Linked DNA regions of Sus scrofa: region 1 is linked to region 2. A link is a contact called in public promoter capture Hi-C data. All regions are on one chromosome and are shown on one strand. The core of a region is the stretch at or near the end of the contact, and the rest is flanking DNA. Distances in the headings are between cores, read along the strand shown.

Region 1 (2,745 bases), core at 166-2,665, 710 kb after region 2:
GAACACACTAGAGTCAAGGAAATCCTTTGGATCAATAGGTAGTAATGGGTCAGAAAAGGCCGGTTTGGGGGCTGGCATCTACATTCAGGTTTACATCCTAGGAAGCGGGGCACCTCTTGCTCCTCTTACCACACTGCAAAGGCCAGAGCCAGCAGCCCTGAATCCTGAGTTTTAGGGCAGCCATGTGAGTAGAGGAGCTGAGTCTGCACAGCTGGGACCTTAAGCAACCCCCACCCCATATCTAGCCTGGACCGTTCAGGTGAGGTAGTAGCCTCCCCATCTGTTCCAAGCACTCTGTGACCTTTTACTCTCTGCTGGAATCACTTTCCAGCACCCTGGTCCTCCCTGACCACAATTCAAGTACCAAAGCCTTCCCTAATCCATCTCCCTCACGTCCTCTGTCTCGTCTGTGTCCCCACAAGCTTCATATCTTTACACATCCCGTGGCACAGTGCTTATCACACGGAATTACAGATGTCTGTCTGTGTCTAACTCTTCCTCAAGGTAGAAAATTGTGTTTTACTCCCATTTTGAGATCTCCAGTGACTGATGTATAGCAGGAGCTTAACAGATGCCCAAAGATTGTATTAAATCTCCCACAGTGCCTAAGAAGATTTCTCAACTGGAGGGACTCTGTTTGCCTACTAGAACAAACACCAATGTACCAGAAAGGCCTAGTTAGGTGGCGGAGAGGAGCTGTGATGAAAATGGCCGGTGCAGGAAAGGTGCACGGAAGAAAGGATACAGATGAGGCTCTGGGTGCTGTTGAACATGGAAACTCCTGAGAAGAAACCGACCAGCTCCACTGCAAAGAGGCCCAGGGTGACAGAAAGCGCTGCCACCAGCCTGCAGAAAGGAAGGGTGTGGGCTTAGGCCTCTTGAACTTTTTCTAAGACCCCTTCACTTCCACGACTGCTTAATTCTGACCACCCTGCCCCAGGTGCTCACTGAATATCCTGCTTCTCATACTCCTCAGGGGTGAACGTGAGAGGCAGGCAGGCCTGGATGTTGCTGTCCTGAGGAGCAGGGCAGAAAGAAAGAAGTTGAGAGAGGGGCGGCGGTGGCGGGGTGGGGGCGGGGGGGGGAGCACCCGACCGGGTAAGCCCCCGGGGAGAGGCGTAGAGTGGGGCCAGGACCACTCCAAGGTGGGAGCGTGGACTAACGGAGCGGGGCCGTGGGTCTTACCCTGGACCAGAATAAGGTGATGACGACCACCAGATGCGCCAGGAGCGTCAGGAAGCGAGAGGGCACGAGCCCCGAGACCCGGCTCATGGCCCCCAGGGGACGGGGTACTGCCTGGAGCAGAGGCCGGGGTTTCTAGGGCTGGAAACTCGGGGAGGGCCAGTCCTCAAGTCTCCTAGGCTAGCAGACAAAAATTCGACGTTCGCCTCCTTCCCGCTCGCGCTGGCACCGCCCAGTTGCCTTGGTAACTGCGGTAGCTGGTGCTGCGACCGGATCTCTGAAAATCTCGCGAGAGCATTAAACTGTCAAGCAGCTGCGTGCCGTCGCGGGACTGCAAGTCAGGTTGCGTCGTACTTGATTCCGGCGGGAGGCCGATTATCCGTTGCCTGGTCACTAGCAGCCGAGCGGTCAGCACCGAGTGTGCGGTGGCGCTGCCCTGCATCGTCCAGTCTGCCCGCGCAGCGCCGGCGAACGGAAACCCTCCGGGCCTAGCCTGGGACCCCCCCCTTCTCCGGATGCCCACGCCGGGTGCAGCCCGACCCCCAACCCCTGCTGCGTTGTCCCGGATGAACCTCCGGACACGGCTGTCTGTGCCTGAGGCCTGGATGCTCTCTCTCCTTCCCTCCTCCGCATTCCTTTAGCTCCCACGTGCCCTGGGCCGAACGTGGAGAGGTGGATGTGCCTATGTTGTCCGGCTGCCACTTGTTGTCCCAGAGCCCCTGGTCGTTGGAGGACCCCATACCTGCACCTTCGTTGATTCTAGTTCCCCCTCCCTCACGCCCCAGACACCTTTGCTCAGACTGGTGAGGGATTTGCACATCGCGGAAAGTGGCCCGCTCTCTTGGACTAGGGTGTGCCCCAAGAAGTGTGTTTGGGGAAGAGAGGGAACAAAGAGGACCAGAAAGGGCTGGGGATGGGGGTGGAGGCAGGGAATGAGACCTTGCGTCCCCGGGAGGCCAGGAGCGAGGGTGTCGATGCAGACTCTGCAAGGATTTCCTTATCTCTTTGAGGCGTGGGCACTTGACTTTGCCCAGCTACTATCCAAGCATCTCTCACTATCAGCGACCTCCCTGACCTTTGGGCCTCAAAAGGGTTCCAGGCAGAACGGAAAGTTCTGGCCGGAGTTCATTTCTCATATGCACAACCTCACAGGGACCTCCCTACCCTCTTACCGGATCATCGCTCTTCTTCCCGTTGCCAATGATAATAATCAATAAAGGATCTAAAATAAGAATTGAAGAAAATTTCATTTGAGCCAAACTACTGAGTAGCCCTGAATCTGCTTCCCATATCACTCTTAGAAACTGCTCAGAAGATGCATGATTTCCAGCACTGTATTATATCCTGTCAGAACAAAGAATATTAAACAAGTCGGGGCTGCAATTCTTCAAGATTGAAAAAAAAAAAAAAAGAACAGGCCAGCACCTACGCAGTGAGTTAGTATGTCCTTGGCACCTGGGAAGGGAGTCTTATCATCCAGGGAGTGCCAGCACTGGCACCCCAGGAAGAGGGCACATTATTTTTAACAATGGGTATTCTTTTCTTCTGGTTCCTGTGCCTGTT
Region 2 (2,875 bases), core at 230-2,729:
CCCCCCGCGCATCCTGGGGGGACAGCAGTCCTCGACTCCGGGCTCCACCAGCACCCTGGGGAGGTCGCGGGCCACAGCCATGGGTCGGGTACACACCCTGGCGGGTTTAGTCCCCCCTTTCCTGGAACCAGTGTATCGGGGACATCCAACCTGGGGTCGGGGGGACCTGGGATGTACAACTCAGGATCCATTCCGCGCCCTGGGTCAACTTGCACGCACCCCGACAAACCCTGTGAGGACCGGCCCCGAAGCATCCTAAAAAACAGCAGCTCCATCATGATGCACAAATCCCCCAGGGCAGAGAGGTAAGGAGCCAGGGAGGAAGAGATTCCAGACACTAGAGCAGGCGGAGTCTGCAGAGAGAAGGGGCGGAGTCCCAAGAACTGGAAATGAGAGTAGATGTGGGTAAATGGGTGGACAATCTGAGGTTCCTAGCCTTTGAGGGAGTGGCAGGTACTGCATAAACCCTGACTGCATAGTACGATTATCCTCAGGTTTGACCCCATCCCCAGCCTCCGATACCTCTGGAACTAGGCAGGACAAGAGAAAGTTTTGAATGACAGAAAGAAGAGGGAGGGCTGTGCAGAGGTGGAGGTCCCTAGAAGGTCTCCTCCTCCTTTTTTTGTGACCTTCCTTCACCCCAAGGAGAAAGTCTCAGCACTGGGATGAAATGAATATCCTGGCCACCTACCACCCTGCTGACAAGGACTATGGATTTATGAAGGTGGATGAGCCCAGCACCCCCTACCACAGGTGCAGAGTCCTCAGCCCTAGCCCTTCAACCCAGACTCCCTTCCCTAGTCAAAGGCACGGGGAGGCAGAGGGGCCTCAGGGACTGCTTCCTCCCTTCTCTGCAGACTGCAGGACAGCGAAGAGGACCTGCTGGCGGGGACCTCCTACGCAATGACTCCTGAGGAGCTGGCAGAGAGGTGAGAGTCCTGCCAGAGCTCCTTTGGAACGTGGGGCCTCTTCCTCCCTCCACCCCCGAACTCGGGTCAGTGCCAGATCTGCTCTTGCCCCCCCCCCCCCCCCCCGCCAAATGGGAGGTCCTACAGTTTGGATCAGGACTTGTCCAGGCTGAGGTCAGGAAGTCAGCCAGCTTCGTCCCATCTACCACCTGCCCCCCCCCACCTTGTTCTCTCCCTTCTGTGCCCCCAACTGGTCTCCCTCCCCTTCAGGTTAGCAACAATGGATGATTTCTGCCCCAAGGTCCTTCTGTACAGTGATCACAAAAGCTTCGGCTCTTCAGACAACTTTTCCAAGACACGTGAGATGCAGGGCAGGGGCTGAGTCGAAGGGGGAGGTGGAGGGAGCCTTCATCGAGAGCCTGGCAGGAAAGCAAGCCAAGCTGTGACCCTGGCCCGCAGAACCCAGCGATTTTGAAAAGCGCCGCAAGGCCCATTACAATGAAGGAAAGTACCTCAAGGCTCAGAAAAACCTGCCCTTGGATCCTAACAAGGGCAGCCACGTGGGTGGCCTCGGTGTGAGCAGTGCCAGTCGAGGTGTGATGCTGGACCCAGAGCTCAGGCCTGCGGAGAGAAGTGGGGCAGGAGGACTGACCAGAGGAGTCAAAGATGAGATTGGCCTGGTGGCCAGGAACCACATCCTAGAAGCCAAAGGTTAGCTCTGCTGGGGCCCCAGGGCCTTAAAGGAATTGTTCTCCAGAACCTTCTCCTCCATAGCCTGTGTTTCCCAGTGGGCATCACCCCAGGGCCCTGCTGCCACAGGAAAGCTGTGCTGGAAGCTGACCCCAGGGAAGACAGAGGGCAGCTGGGTTGGGGTCCCCATCAGGATGGTCCCCAAGGAAGGCTGGCTGGGGAGGGGGAACAGAGAACCCAAGGAAACGGGGCGGGGGGGGGGGTGGTCACTGATGATTTTCTAAAATGGGAGGAGGTGAGAACCTGGGGCTTGAGCTTCTCCCCTGTGCTGGGGGCACTGGTCGTCACAGGGGACCCTGGCGGCCTGCATTCCCTAGGTGGCCGTAAGAGTCAGATTGATTTGAGGGACTCCTCGGATTCCCCTGCCTTCAGAAGTCAGTCCCAAGTGTCAGCCACCCCCGTCACGGAGAAGGAGATGGAGCTGCAGCGCAAGGAGTATTACAGGAAAGGGAGGTACCTCAGGTGTTCTCCCCACCCTGAGCTGGAGGAGGACACGGAAGATGAGCAGCAGTCCAGTGAGAGCCGGGCCAGGACAGCCCAGGAGCGGGAGGGCCGAGGACCCATGGGTGCCCCCGCCCTGATCCTGTGATGCTTCCAGGCTCCGCCAACTTAAACTGGGTGATTGAGAGTCCTGTGGGCACTGAGGTCCGCCTGCTGGACCACAAGAGAAGCCCCCCTCAGGATCACAGGGCCCCCGAGAACTCCGTGAAGGTGACAGTGACACCAGTGAAGCCTGGTGAGGGCACCAGGCCACCATCTTACCAGGCCTGGCTCTTGGCAAGCTCCCACCCCCCAACCCCTGCTCCTCTCGGGCCGGTTCATCGGCAACAGGTGATGAGAGAGGCTTTAAACGTCCTTGTGGGCGAGGTCCGTGCGGCATAGGGAGGGCCCACGGGGCTCAGAGGAGTGGGGCCCCCTCTAGCCTGGCACCACCGCTGCCCCCACACCTCCTGCCTGAGTCCTCTCTGCGGCCCACCCGCTCCAGGTCCTGCCCCGCCCTTCAAAGACAGCGGGTCCCAAGCAATGTCTGGCTGGTGTCAGTGGCTGGTGTCCAAGGGGCTGAACTGGCAAAGCGCAGAAGGCTCAGAGAGGGATGCTGGACGCCACCCAAACCTCCCAAGCCAGGACCAGCACAGACGTGAGCATGGGCAGGGGCACGGGGCTGAGAGGCTAGGTTCTAGGGCATCTGAGGTCACAGGGGCCACGTCTCCCGCCTG

What was found. Promoter capture Hi-C pulls out the DNA fragments that hold promoters and counts their contacts.
Region 1: a promoter capture Hi-C map of fetal liver shows a contact between it and region 2, with 5 times the contacts expected there. The contact joins the promoter of TMEM107 here to the promoter of ACAP1 in region 2. A contact is called at or near these places in 2 of 5 promoter capture datasets (fetal liver and liver) and 1 of 47 Hi-C or Micro-C datasets (embryonic fibroblasts).

Annotation. Positions count from the first base shown.
Region 1 is chr12:53,395,649-53,398,393 of Sscrofa11.1, forward strand. TMEM107 (transmembrane protein 107) reads right to left here and starts at 1,416. Exons shown (of 5, transcript XM_013990058.2): 1 at 1,186-1,416; 2 at 949-1,016; 3 at 746-846. The coding sequence starts at 1,272. It overlaps BORCS6 (BLOC-1-related complex subunit 6), which reads right to left. Exons shown (of 3, transcript XM_021067862.1): 2 at 1,186-2,404.
Region 2 is chr12:52,681,751-52,684,625 of Sscrofa11.1, forward strand. ACAP1 (arf-GAP with coiled-coil, ANK repeat and PH domain-containing protein 1) reads left to right here and starts at 1,480. Exons shown (of 25, transcript XM_021067819.1): 1 at 1,480-1,619; 2 at 1,976-2,489; 3 at 2,644-2,796.